Linked DNA regions of Mus musculus: regions 1 and 3 are each linked to region 2. The links are chromatin contacts, called in public Hi-C maps. All regions are on one chromosome and are shown on one strand. Each heading gives the region's core, a stretch centred on a gene start, on an enhancer-like site or on the middle of the called end of the contact. The rest is flanking DNA. Distances are from core to core; before and after follow the strand shown. Region 1 overlaps Chrm3 (cholinergic receptor, muscarinic 3, cardiac). Region 2 overlaps Chrm3 (cholinergic receptor, muscarinic 3, cardiac). Region 3 overlaps Chrm3 (cholinergic receptor, muscarinic 3, cardiac).

Region 1 (4,193 bases), core at 61-2,560, 140 kb before region 2:
ATTTATGAAGTTAATCCAATATCAATGTATTTTCAAATGATATATTTTTACATTTTTCAATGTATATAATATAAATGTACTTGATAACAATGATGGTACTGTAAGAAAATTGCCATCATAACATGATCCTATGCCCTATAGCTCTTTACTCTGTAGCGTCATTTGTAGCTTTGTTATTATATTATTTCCCAAATAATACCATTTATTGTTAATCCTGTCATTTTCTGTTTTTCATATGCTTTCTAAGATTTCTAACGATTATAATTTTTGAGTTATATATAAATGTGACTTTTTTTCCATTTTTATTAGGTATTTAGCTCATTTACATTTCCAATGCTATACCAAAAGTCCCCCATACCCACCCACCCCCACTCCCCTACCCACCCACTCTCCCTTTTTGGCCCTGGCGTTCCCCTGTACTGGGGCATATAAAGTTTGCAAGTCCAATGGGCCTCTCTTTCCAGTGATGGCCGACTAGGCCATCTTTTGAAACATATGCAGCTAGAGTCAAGAGCTCCGGGGTACTGGTTAGTTCATAATGTTGTTCCACCTATAGGGTTGCAGATTCCTTTAGCTCCTTGGCTACTTTCTCTAGCTCCTCCATTGGGAGCCCTGTGATCCATCCATTAGCTGACTGTGAGTATCCACTTCTGTGTTTGCTAGGCCCCAGCATAGTCTCACAAGAGACAGCTACATCTGGGTCCTTTCAATAAAATCTTGCTAGTGTATGCAATGGTGTCAGCGTTTGGATGCTGATTATGGGGTGGATCCCTGGATATGGCAGTCTCTACATAAATGTGACTTTTTAACGATTTGTTGTTATTTATATATACATATATATGTGTGTGTGCGTGTATGCGAGTGCGCGCGCGCGTGTGGTGTGTGTGTGTGTGTGTGTGTGTGTATGGTGATGGGGAAATATGTGCCTTATAAGTTTAGGTACCATGGGAGGCAGGAAACATTGGATATTGAAGCCCCTGGAGCTAAGAGTTACTGGTGGTTGTAAGCTGCTGGATGTTGGTGCTGGAATCTGAACTCAGGTCCTCTATAATAGCAATATGTGCTTCAAATTGCTGATCCATCTCTCCAGCATATGTGTGTGTGTGCATATAAAATTATAAATGTGTGTATACAAATTTCTGTGTGACTTTTAATAAATTATAAAATTCTTTCTAATGATTTATGATATGAATGAATCTAATTAGTCATTGGTTACAACACTGACAGCAGTGACAGACACTGTTCAAGGCACTGGAGAGTCATTGTGGACAGACTTCCTGGTTTCAGGGTTCCAGCAATTGTTGAAGAGCTATCATGCTACTTCCTCTTTCAATAAGAGTTGAGTTTTGTGAATGAAAATGACAGTTAAAACCACACCCTGAGTGACAGTTCACTATGACATAACTTATTAAAAAGTATTTAGTCTTACTGTGGAAGGCAGTTTTAGGAAGACTGAATGGCAAGCACAGACAGTTCTCATATGGTACCTATCCCAAGGCAACCAACCACAAGCATGCCCACCAGCCCCATCCCAAACCAAGTACAGTGCTTGTTATAACCGACAAACCTTTGTCAACACATCATTGCTATTAAAAATCCATAGCTTACATTAGGGTTCTGTGTATGTGTGTGTGTGTGTGTGTGTGTGTGTGTGTGTGTGTGTGTGTGTACATCTATGCATATGCACATGAAATCCATAGTACAATTTTAAATGTCATTATTCAGTTGCTATCCATCTTGTTTGACAAAATGCTTGTTTGACACTACTCTGGAGCTCACCAAGTCGTCTAGACAGGCTGGCTGACCAACCTCAGGGTTCTGCCTGCCTCTACCTCCCACCTCTGGGATTTCAAATGCTCATCAGAGCACCTGGCTTGTTTCCCCATTTATTATTATTGATACATACATACATACATACATACATATGTAATATATGCCTAAACATGTAAATATAACCTGTTCAGTGAATTTTGTCTTACTTGTATGAGTTTTGAACTGACCATTTGATATTATATAATCAATTAGGGGACTCATCCCTAGATGAGACTGTTTCTCCCACCCTCAGCATTCCTTAGTCATCTGTAGTTCTATGTCTAGGTTTGGGGCATCCTAAGATTTCCCCTTCCATGTCTATTGGTGGTATCCTTGCCACTCTTATTTAGGCAGCCGTGGAGTAGCAGAGTTGAAGCTTCCCCATCATTCCTAGGAGGCACAGTTGACTCATAATTTTTTGAACCCCTCTTTCATGATGTTCCTTGAACCTTGGGTACAGGAATTGATGGCACAGGGCTTATTATGTGAGTTTTGGGAGTCCAAGGTCAGATTTATATATTTGAAGACAAGCACCTTACCATCTGAGCTATCACTTCAGCCTGGGCTTTACTCGCATTAAACTTGTAGTCCTAAGGGTTTTTACAAAGGTTCAGAGTCAATTACCCAACATCACAGTGTCATAGAGAGTAGTCCCACTGCCCAACGGTCATTTATACTTTGCTTCTTTACCCCTTTCTCTTTCCTCTTCTCCTTAACCCTAGCTATGCTTACCTCCTTACTGCCCCTGGCTTCCTTTAGTTTTGTCTCTTCCACAATGCACACAGATGGAGTCTTAACAACAAGCAGTCTTTTAGGATTGGCTTCTTTCACTTCCCAATATTCATTGGAGTATCTTCCTTTTTTTTTCATGACTCAATAGCTCATTTAATTTTAGAATGGAGCAAATTTCCATTGTCTGAAAGGTACCACATTTTATTTACTCATTCACCTACTGAAGAACATCTTGTTGCTCCCAAGTTTTGGCAGATATGATTAAAACTGCTATAAACATCTGTGATCTGCTTCACGGGGACCTAAGTTATCCCTGGTTTGGATGAGTGCCAAGGAGTGCAATCGCTGGATCATATGGTTAGGCTATGTTTAATTTTGTGAAACACAGTGAAATTCTGTTCAATATAAGCTGAGCCATTTTAAGTTCCACTAGCAATTCTCCGTCAGTAGAGTCCTATTGGGATTTCGTGATGTCAGTGTTTTAGAGGTGGGCTGTCCCATTAGGTGTGTCTTCTGTTCCTTAATTTTTAAGCCCTTTTCAATTTTTTATTTCATTTTTCTGTGTGTTAGTATTTTTGGCTACATGTATGTATATCACAACATGTCTTCAGTGGTCAGAGAATGTGTCATATTCCCGGGAATTGTGATATGTGAATGATTGTGAGTCACTGTGTGGCTCCTGGGAACCAAACCAGGTGTCCTCTCTATGACAAACAAGAGCTTTTAATCAATAAGCCATCTCTCCATCCCCAGTTTATTCCTTAAGGCCATGTGAGTTTGAATATGTTTTCCTGTGTTGACATGCCATTTGCACATATTCTTGGCTGAAGAGTCTTGTTAGGTGTCTGTCTTATGTTGTAACTTGATTATTTTCTTACCCTTTTCTCATGGTTGGGATTTCAGAGTCCTTTGCATAGTTCAGATGACAATCCTCTAACAGGTGTGTGCTCCACAAATGTTCTTTCCTAGTTTGTGTGTTACCTTCTCTTCTTGGCAAGGTCTTTGCAGAGTGAGCATCTTTATTTTTAGCAAAGCTTTACCTATCAGTTACCTCTCCCAAGGATCATGTTTTGGGTGTTATGGATAAATATTAACAGTTGAGTCCAGGGGTTAGCAGCTACATTCTTTTAAATTTTTATATAAATTAATCTATTATCCACCAGGTTAGTTTGCATGACTATTGAAAGATTCTGTTTTTATTTTGCATATAGATGAGTATGATTCATTGAAAACATTATTTCTGCTTCATAACATTATCCTTGCTTCTTTACTAAAAGTCAGTCGAATGTCTGTATGTCATTGTAGGCTCTTTATTCTGTCTGTTCTTTCAACATTTCATCACCCTGATTGGGGTGGCTTTAGAGTATAGCTTGAGATCAGGTCTACCAGTTCTCCAATCCTATCATTCAGAATTTAGATATTCATTTGCTTCTAAATATGATTAAATCAATTTTCTTAATAATAATAATAATAATAATAATAATATCCCTCTAAGGTTTGATTGGCTTTGCCTTGAATGCATACAGCAAGGTGGCAAAAAATAATACCTTAAGAGTCTCAAGTTGTGTCTCCATTTATTTAGTGATCTTATTTTCTTCTCTGGAACTTGGAATTTGTGGATATTATTCTGCTAGTTTTCCTTTTTGGGA
Region 2 (4,463 bases), core at 1,599-4,098:
AAGAGTAACATTTAGCTTCAGGCATGGGGTTGCATGTGGATCCAGTAATTCTCTGAGCTTCCTTCACTCTTAGATATCGTTTACATCACTATGGTCAAGTCGCTCTGCCTCCTTGAATTTCATTTCTTCAATAGCATAAGATGGTAACTTCAGCCTGTTCTTCCGTACTGTGAAGATCAAATGAAATGGTTCATGCAATGCTCTTTTTTAATTTTTTTCATTAGAAAGAACTGTTTTGTAGAAGCTTAGCATGACAGCTGCAACATAGCATGAGGCACTGGGTTACAACGTCAGCAGTAGCAGGATTTAAATAACTGACAGGGCCTTGCCCCCCTTGCAAAATGGGATGAGTCACAGCAGATTTATTCAGAAATCTTGCAGTAGAGGAAGAAGGCTTTAGTAAAGATCTTAGCCAGATTATGATACAGTGTGGACAGAGCCAAAGATCAAGGTGGGTAAGAATTAGAGAAACTACCAGGAACAGGGGAGTGGTATTCCAGTTACATAGATCTCTTGTTGGGATACTTGGTGAAGGTGAGGAAATCAAACATGACCTGAGAAATGGAGAAAGAGGGTCTTAGATTCGCAGAGGACTCACAAATCAAGGGTGCATTATCAATCAACTGACTTAGCAGAATTGAGTTAAAACCGAGTGTTGTAGTAAAACATGAAAGAGTTTAAAGACCACGGAGCACTTGGGAGTCAAGTTCAGAAGAGAGTGACTCAAGCTTAGTTAGGAAAAGTGTCTGCAACAAGAGAAAGAGAAGAGTCTGGCTCTGGTTACAAATGGATGAAGGGAGGGGTGGCCGCCTCATCAGAAATAGAGATCTTTACAGTGCCAGAAGTTGCTTTATAAAAATTGTCCAGACACGTTAGTACTGCTTAAACATTTTCAAATTTATTTAATTGTGGAAAATAGGTCATATACACTCAGAAAGCAGGATAGAATGAGACACGCAGAAGGGAAATGTTCTGCTGAGATGAGGCAGGAAGAATTGATTGCACCCGCTTGAACTTTAAAAGACAGAGTTTGGTGGATGGTGATAGGAAGAGTCTGGCAGAGGAATTGCAAACCCGCTGGTGGACATGGCAAAAGAAACTGGAGTTGGGAAAAACCTGTGAACCAAGGAGAATCAGGACACTTCTTTGGGCACTCTAGGTGGGACAGAGTTGGAGGGGAAATGCAGAAAGATAAATCAAGATTAAGTTTTAAGACTATCAAGACCCTGAGTCTATTCTTCTATGAACTGTGCACTTATTTTCAATATAGTTATACAGTTTTTATATATTTTTAGAATTAAGAATAAAAGGATGGGTAGAAAGGCAATAAATATTTTATTTTAAATATTTTTATTTTAATTTTTTACACTATAATAAAAGTAGATCATTCTTCTATTTTCCCCCCAAGCCTTCTATGCACAACTGCCACCATTGTCACCATCACCAATGACTGTTCTCTTTCAATATCATAGCTCCTTTTTCATTAATTGTTCTTACATCACTTCAAAACATATAATGTATTTTAAAATACTATTTGAAAGAAAATCGGGATAAATAAGCAGATACTTGAATACTCTGTGTGTGTGTGCACACGCGCACGCGCGCGTGCTTTAATTTATCCTGTTACATGGCTCTCTGCACTATTATAACTCATGTGAAATAGGTTTTTCATTTTCTCTGATTATGTACATCTACCTCATTTATATTTTTAAATAATTTCTAAAATGTGAATTTGATATTTTATTGAAACTCATATCAATAAGTTGCTGAATAATGTTTCGGTTAAAGGTCAAGTTTTTGCTTTCTCTTGCATTACTGTTAATTATAATTTTTTTAAGACACTTTGGAAAGTAATCATGTTCTACAGCTAAAAAAAATGAAATAAACGATCAACATATATAATGAAAAAAAAAAAGATTACGCTTAAAGGAACATTGCTGTCCCATTTTCTTGTTTCCAGGAGTTGCATGGTCACTTGATGATTTTGAACTGGAAATTGAGCTGTTATTTTGGAATATTGATCTGACAGCTGTCAAAGAGATGAAGCAGAAATTAGTAAGGAGTCAGAAAAAATGAGTTAGTATCAGTGGACCAAGGGAAAGTAATAGTCTCTGGGTTGGATTTGTAATATGATTTCTCTTATTCACGATTTTGTTTCCCAAATTTCTGTTACCTACAGACAACTAATTAATCAATCAATCAAGAAGATATTAAATGGAAAATTCCACAAGTAAACAACTCACAAGTTGTAAATCAGTTGTAAATTGTACCTTTTCCTAAGCAGGGTTATGAGGTCTCCCGTGATTTTAGTCAGTCCCACTTAGGACATGATCTATCTTTTTCTTCTCAGGATCCATGCCATATGCGCTACATGCTTGTTAATACTTAGCCCTTCAGTTTATCAGACTGACTATCATGGCTTGGCAGTACTTTGTTCAAATGACCCTTACTTTATTTAGTAATAGGTCGGGAGAGCAGAAGTAGCAGAGCAAAGAAGACGCCCAGGCACAAAGCACTGGAAGACAGAGTAACTTGAATGCTATGTGAAATGCTTCAGGACATAGAAGAAAATACATATCGCCTATACAGTTTCGTATTGTGATTAATTTTTTTCACATATCTGCTTATGCTGTGAGCACATCGCATGGATGACCTCTGACCCCTGTACTGGGGATGTAAATGCAAGGCATCGGTTAGCAATCCCTCTCTGACAGGCTCACATCCACGCCTGCATGTCAGAAAGAAGTCTGAGTGTCAGAGGAAAATAAGACTCACCCTGCTTCTCTCACTGGGCATTGCTCTTGCCAAGTTCCATCTTTGGTTATATTTTTATTAAAAGTGATTTGAGTTCCTTGTTCTATTTTTATGCTCCTGGAGAGGGGAAGAGAAAAAGGAAGAGTTCTATTCATGTGTCATAGTTCTAGACTTATAGTAGTTTGCTAATTATAAGTTCCATTGTCTTGGTCTCAAAAGGAATCCACGGGGTGAACTAAGTATAGTCAGGAGTCCTAGACCCCAGTGATTACACAGCTGTGAACTGTGCAGCCAGAATGTCAGCCAGCCTTAGTATTTTTGCATGCCAAAGGGCCAAGCAGAATCATGTCAAACTGTTTCTTGTTTTGTCACAAAAACAACTTTTTTTTGGGGGGGGGGGAGATCTAACAATAGAGCTCAAGGTTACTTCCTTATAAACTTTAGTCTCTTTCTTGACCTCACAGACTGAACTGGGATTTTTTTTTTTCCAATCTGTAGAATAGGAGATAATCTTACTTTTATCTATTCCTGCCTTTCTAGCAGATTTTTTGAGTTCCATGATTTCAAGATACTTTTTTTTTCTTTTTCTTTTCTTTTGGTTTTCCCAGACCAGGGTTCTCTGTATAAGCCTAACTGTCCTGGAACCCATTCTGTAGAACAAGTTGGCCTCAAACTTAAGAGATCTGCCTGCCTCTGACTGGAATGACTGGATTATAGGTGTGCACCACCACTGCCCAGTCAAGATGTTTTGAAGAGACCAAAATTAAATACTCTTTGTATGTCTTGTGTATATGGTAAAGGGATGGCTCTCTGATGTGTAGTTCTCTAAGCCAGAGATTGGCTGTCTTCTTGTTCTCTTCCACCCTGGTGTCCATCTGCTTTTCTTTCATCTAAAGTTAGTTTATTGATCTGTATGATCATGCAGGCCAAAATAATATTCACTCAATCTTGAAACACTTCTCTAGGTCCATATTCTACAGGCTTTACAAGTAATATGAAATAAGCAATTGACCTCGTGTCAATTACCCTTTGGCAGAAATTAATATTAAGGGCTGGAAAGGCAGCTCAATGGAAGAATGCTTTCCTGGCATTCACAAGTAACTGAATTCCATCCTCAGCATATCATGTAAAAAGGTAAGTAGATATGTATATGGTAGGTAGATAGATGAATGGATGCATAGCTAGATGACAGATAGATAGATGACAATAGCTAGATGATAAATAGATGATAGATAGATAGATAGATAGATAGATAGATAGATAGATAGATAGATAGATAGATGACAATAGCTAGATGATAAATAGATGGTGGATAGATAGATGATAGATAATAGGTAGATGATAGATAGATACATAATAGATACATAGACAAATCAGACAAATCTTTTGTTTTGTTTTGCTTTTTGAGTTTTTTTGCTTTGGTTTGTTTGTTTATTTTGTTTTGGTTTTTTGAGACAGGGTTTCTCTGTGTAGCCCTGGCTGTCCTGGAACTCACTATGTAGACCAAGCTGGCCTCGAACTCAGAAATCTGCCTGCCTCTGCCTCTGCCTCCCAACTGCTGGGATTAAAGGTGTGTGCCACCACTGCCCAGCTCAGACAGACAAATCTATAGCAAATGAATAGCACAATGAAAAGGAACTAAAAAATTGGCATTAGGATTATTGGTAATATTTTAAATTTCATCATTTTTTCACATTGTCCATAGTGTA
Region 3 (3,911 bases), core at 414-2,913, 230 kb after region 2:
CTATGAACATAGTGGAGCATGTGTCCTTCTTACCAGTTGGGGCATCTTCTGGATATATGCCCAGGAGAGGTATTGCTGGATCCTCCGGTAGTACTATGTCCAATTTTCTGAGGAACCGCCAGAATGACACCATTGCATACACTAGCAAGATTTTATTGAAATGACCCAGATGTAGCTGTCTCTTGTGAGACTATGCCGGGGCCTAGCAAACACAGAAGTGGATGCTCACAGTCAGCTAATGGATGGATCACAGGGCTCCCAATGGAGAAGCTAGAGAAAGTAGCCAAGGAGCTGAAGGGATCTGTAACCCTATAGGTGGAACAACATTATGAACTAACCAGTACCCCGGAGCTCTTGACTCTAGCTGCATATGTATCAAAAGATGGCCTAGTCGGCCATCACTGGAAAGAGAGGCCCATTGGACACGCAAACTGTATATGCCCCAGTACAGGGGAACGCCAGGGCCAAAAAGTGGAAGTGGGTGGGTAGGGGAGTGGGTGGGTAGGGGAGTGGGGGGGAGGGTATGGGGGACTTTTGGTATAGCATTGGAAATGTAAATGAGGAAAATAACTAATTAAAAAAAAAAGAATAAAAGGAGGTCAGAGGACCACCACAGGTTTCAGTCCCCACCTGCTGCCTTGCTTGAGACAGAGTCCCTTATTATTTTTGTGGCTGTATATAATAAGCTAGCTGGCGAGCCAGCTTCTATGGATCCTGCTGTCCCATCCCGCCACGCTAGGAGAGCAGGAATGACAGGAATACACACTATGGTGCTCCTTCTTTACTTGAATTGTAGGGCATCCAAACTTAGGTCCTTACTCTTGAGTGCCCAGTGTTTTACCAACTGAGCCATCCCCTGACCCCTAGGAGATCTTTAAGCAAAATGAATTCCACGGTTATGTAAGATCAAGCGGTATTTCCTCAAAGTGTAGCTGCTTCCCTTTAACAACAAAAGCCTAGCAGTCACAGGGGATGACATTGAATGACCTTCAGAATGTAGAAAGACAGTAGATAAATCTTAGATCTTACGTAAAGGTCTTCCCTCCTCTAAGAACCCTGGGGACACTGCACTAATTGGCTCCGATGAGAGGGGTCTTTCTGGTGTTTGAAAAGAATTACTCATGTTTGCTTTTGACTCCATTCCATTTCTCTAAAAACACTGATAAAAAAATGTTCTAGGCCTGAAAGGTGTTTGTGGAGATCCACAACTATCCTACTTAGATGTTTGGTTTTTTAGGTAAAACGGTGTTATTTCACAAGCCTCAGCCAAGCCTTTCACATCCTGTTGTCACGGTCAAATAAAAGCTTACGAAAGGCAGCAATCGGGCGGGAAGTCTGATACATCATCTTTTTAAAAACAAGCTTTCTCCCTTTTAAGTGGAATTTTATCCCACTTTTAGCCTTCAGGATTGTTTTGTTCACAAGAAGAATCACTGTACCATATTAGGCAACGTCTCTCCTCCTCACAGCTTGAGATGAAGATGAGGGCTTAGGTTCACAAGTTTGATTCCCTTTAAAGACATGTTTGAGTGGAAAGCTCTGTCCACCCTGTTTGATATCCTCTGCCGACCGACCTACCGCGTGACTGAACTAAGCTGAATTCCAAGTCTGTGGTCAGGGACAGCAGGCTGCTTAGGCATCTTACAGCAGCAAAGTTGTTCTTTGAGTCAACTTTGCCACCTAGTGGCCTGATGCGATCTTTCTATTCATGATGACATAGCTGCTGAGTGTTGTAATGAACTATGACAGAAAACAGACACACTCCTGTCCAAAGCAGAGACCCAAAATAAGCCCTGAATATGACATATACCAGATTTACAAAGAGGAAACACCATGTATCTGGTCTTTCAAAAAAAATGGTTGCAAACTGCAAAAGACTTCCCACGATTAGGATAAGAAAAAGAATAATTAAAGTGGAGATAGAATTAGAGAGCTGGAGAGATGGCTCCATGGTTGAGAGCACTTGCTGCTCTTGCATGGGACATGGGTTTGAATCCCAGCATCCGTGTGCTGGTTCACAGCCCTCTGTAACTACAGTCCCGGGGAATTGGATATACTCTCCTGACCTCTCTGAACACCAAACACACCGGTAGTGCACAGACTGTGCAAGCAAAACATTCACACATAAAATAAGCAAATCTAATTTAAAAATATAAAGAAATAGAAATAATTTAGAGTTCTGGGAGCAAGAAGTAACTTAGACTTTCCAAGTAAGAGGTTTAAAAGTTGAGAGTTTCGGCTCACTTTTCTGGATAGATGATAGGACTATATGCTTTGTGGACCAGAAGGACGAGAGAAGCTATAAGAAAATAGCTGACCTGAGACTTATTTCCAAATTTCTTACATTCTTTGATACTGTTGCTCAACTGAACAAGTCTAGTTGTTTTCAGTTTATAAAATATCATGTGACTGTCTGCAGGGAGGGATTTCTTACTGCCTGCATGACTGACTTTAGAAAAACAAGACTTTATTCATGTCTTTGCTCTCAGTTGTAGGACAGATCGTAAGCACATAGGCTGTGACTTCTGGATTCCACAGACCAAACACAGCAGCTTACAATAAGTGATTTTAAGGAGATTTGCTGATGCCAAAATTATTTTCTTTTAGTCCTACTCATTTTTTTTTAACTTTTTAAAAACAAATTTCAAGAGCCAGTGAGATGGATCAACACACAAAGGCACTTGCAACCACTGTTGACCTGAGGCACATTCCCAGCACCCACATGGTAGAAAGAGAGCACCAAATCCCCCAGATTGTCTTCTGACCTCCACCCATGCACCATGGCATATGCACCCACAATATGTATATCACATGTACAAAAAAAGATAAGCTAATAAATAAATATAATAAAAACACTTTAAACAAATTTATTTCTGTACAGTTGGCATTCACAACAAATGAAAAGAGTCAATGGTTTCTACCATGACACAGATTTACATAACCTGATACAGCAGATTATTGCATGTGTGGTCAGAGCAATTCAAATCCACTTGTTTGTTAAAAAAAAAAAAAAGTATAGTTAGGATTAGCTATAACCCTCAAGTTATATATTAGAGAGGTAGACTAGCCTAGAATATTCACTTGCTACTTTAACCAAATAGGTGAATCAAGAGCCATTATCTATGGATAATCAAATTGTTCCTTCAGAACTGCAGGGAACAAAGGGAGATTTTAGTAGTAGTAGTAGTAGTAGTAGTAGTAGTAGGAGGAGGAGGAGGAGGAGGAGGAGGAGTAGAAGTAGTATAAATGCAAGGTCGAAGTGGTTCTATTGATTCAGATGTAGCTATGTCTAGTGTTGAAAGGCCTGTCCTCAGATTGTATCTGTTTCTCAGGGTTTCACCCCATCCTGCTGCTACCTCATCTTCCATTTGCCTTCCCTTACTCTCAGATTTTGTACACAGATACAAAGGTGGTGAACAGCACCCAGCACCTCCAAAGACGAAAGACCTTTCTATCTTCCTAGCATCTACATGCATTGGCCAAGCTGATGCACTTTGTTTGGCTATGTGTCAAGTCCATGACTGTGGTCAAGGACTCGGGGCCAGGTGACAAATGCCTGTCTCAAACCTTGCTGGAAGAGTGTCAGCTTGGACACAAAAGAAAGCCAGTCATAGGAATCTGTCACCCTTTAGCAAGAAAGGATGAGAGACGACAGACAAGAAGCCTTGGGATTTCTGGATATTATGTTTCTTTATGTAATGAAATCCGCATGGTCATCATAAGACAAAAAAACAAGACACCAGAACATTATTCGTTCCCATGAGAGCAGAACCCTGAACCATGCCACAATGGCAAGGGACCCTTGCCATGGGTGTTAGTGCATGACACAGAGTAGCACTAAACTGGTAATATGTGTAAATAAGGTTGCTGTGCAAACCTGGCAGAAAAAAAGAAAAACTTTTTTAGATTCT

What was found. Hi-C and Micro-C count contacts between places; a contact is called where the count stands out from the background.
Region 1: a contact with region 2 is called in a Hi-C map of bone marrow-derived macrophages, with 1.4 times the contacts expected there. The contact joins two enhancer-like sites. A contact is called at or near these places in 3 of 484 Hi-C or Micro-C datasets (bone marrow-derived macrophages, peritoneal macrophages and pre-B cells).
Region 3: a Hi-C map of bone marrow-derived macrophages shows a contact between it and region 2, with 2.9 times the contacts expected there. The contact joins two enhancer-like sites. A contact is called at or near these places in 6 of 484 Hi-C or Micro-C datasets (bone marrow-derived macrophages, cortical neurons, liver and 1 more) and 1 of 115 datasets of contacts at active chromatin or transcription factors (microglia).

The regions. Positions count from the first base shown.
Region 1 is chr13:10,250,383-10,254,575 of GRCm38.p6, reverse strand. All of the region lies in intron 1 of Chrm3 (cholinergic receptor, muscarinic 3, cardiac), which reads left to right. Among named protein-coding and RNA genes, the nearest start is that of Gm26861, 110 kb to the left of the region's middle. Within about 2 kb of position 1,310, at least 41 of the 459 cell types and tissues checked have an H3K27ac peak or open chromatin away from gene starts, as enhancers often do. A contact at or near this core is called in bone marrow-derived macrophages, where this site is marked.
Region 2 is chr13:10,108,261-10,112,723 of GRCm38.p6, reverse strand. The region is part of intron 3 of Chrm3 (cholinergic receptor, muscarinic 3, cardiac); the gene reads left to right. Among named protein-coding and RNA genes, the nearest start is that of Gm26861, 250 kb to the left of the region's middle. Within about 2 kb of position 2,848, at least 12 of the 459 cell types and tissues checked have an H3K27ac peak or open chromatin away from gene starts, as enhancers often do. A contact at or near this core is called in bone marrow-derived macrophages, where this site is marked.
Region 3 is chr13:9,880,238-9,884,148 of GRCm38.p6, reverse strand. All of the region lies in intron 4 of Chrm3 (cholinergic receptor, muscarinic 3, cardiac), which reads left to right. Among named protein-coding and RNA genes, the nearest start is that of Gm40665, 86 kb to the right of the region's middle. Within about 2 kb of position 1,663, at least 43 of the 459 cell types and tissues checked have an H3K27ac peak or open chromatin away from gene starts, as enhancers often do. A contact at or near this core is called in bone marrow-derived macrophages, where this site is marked.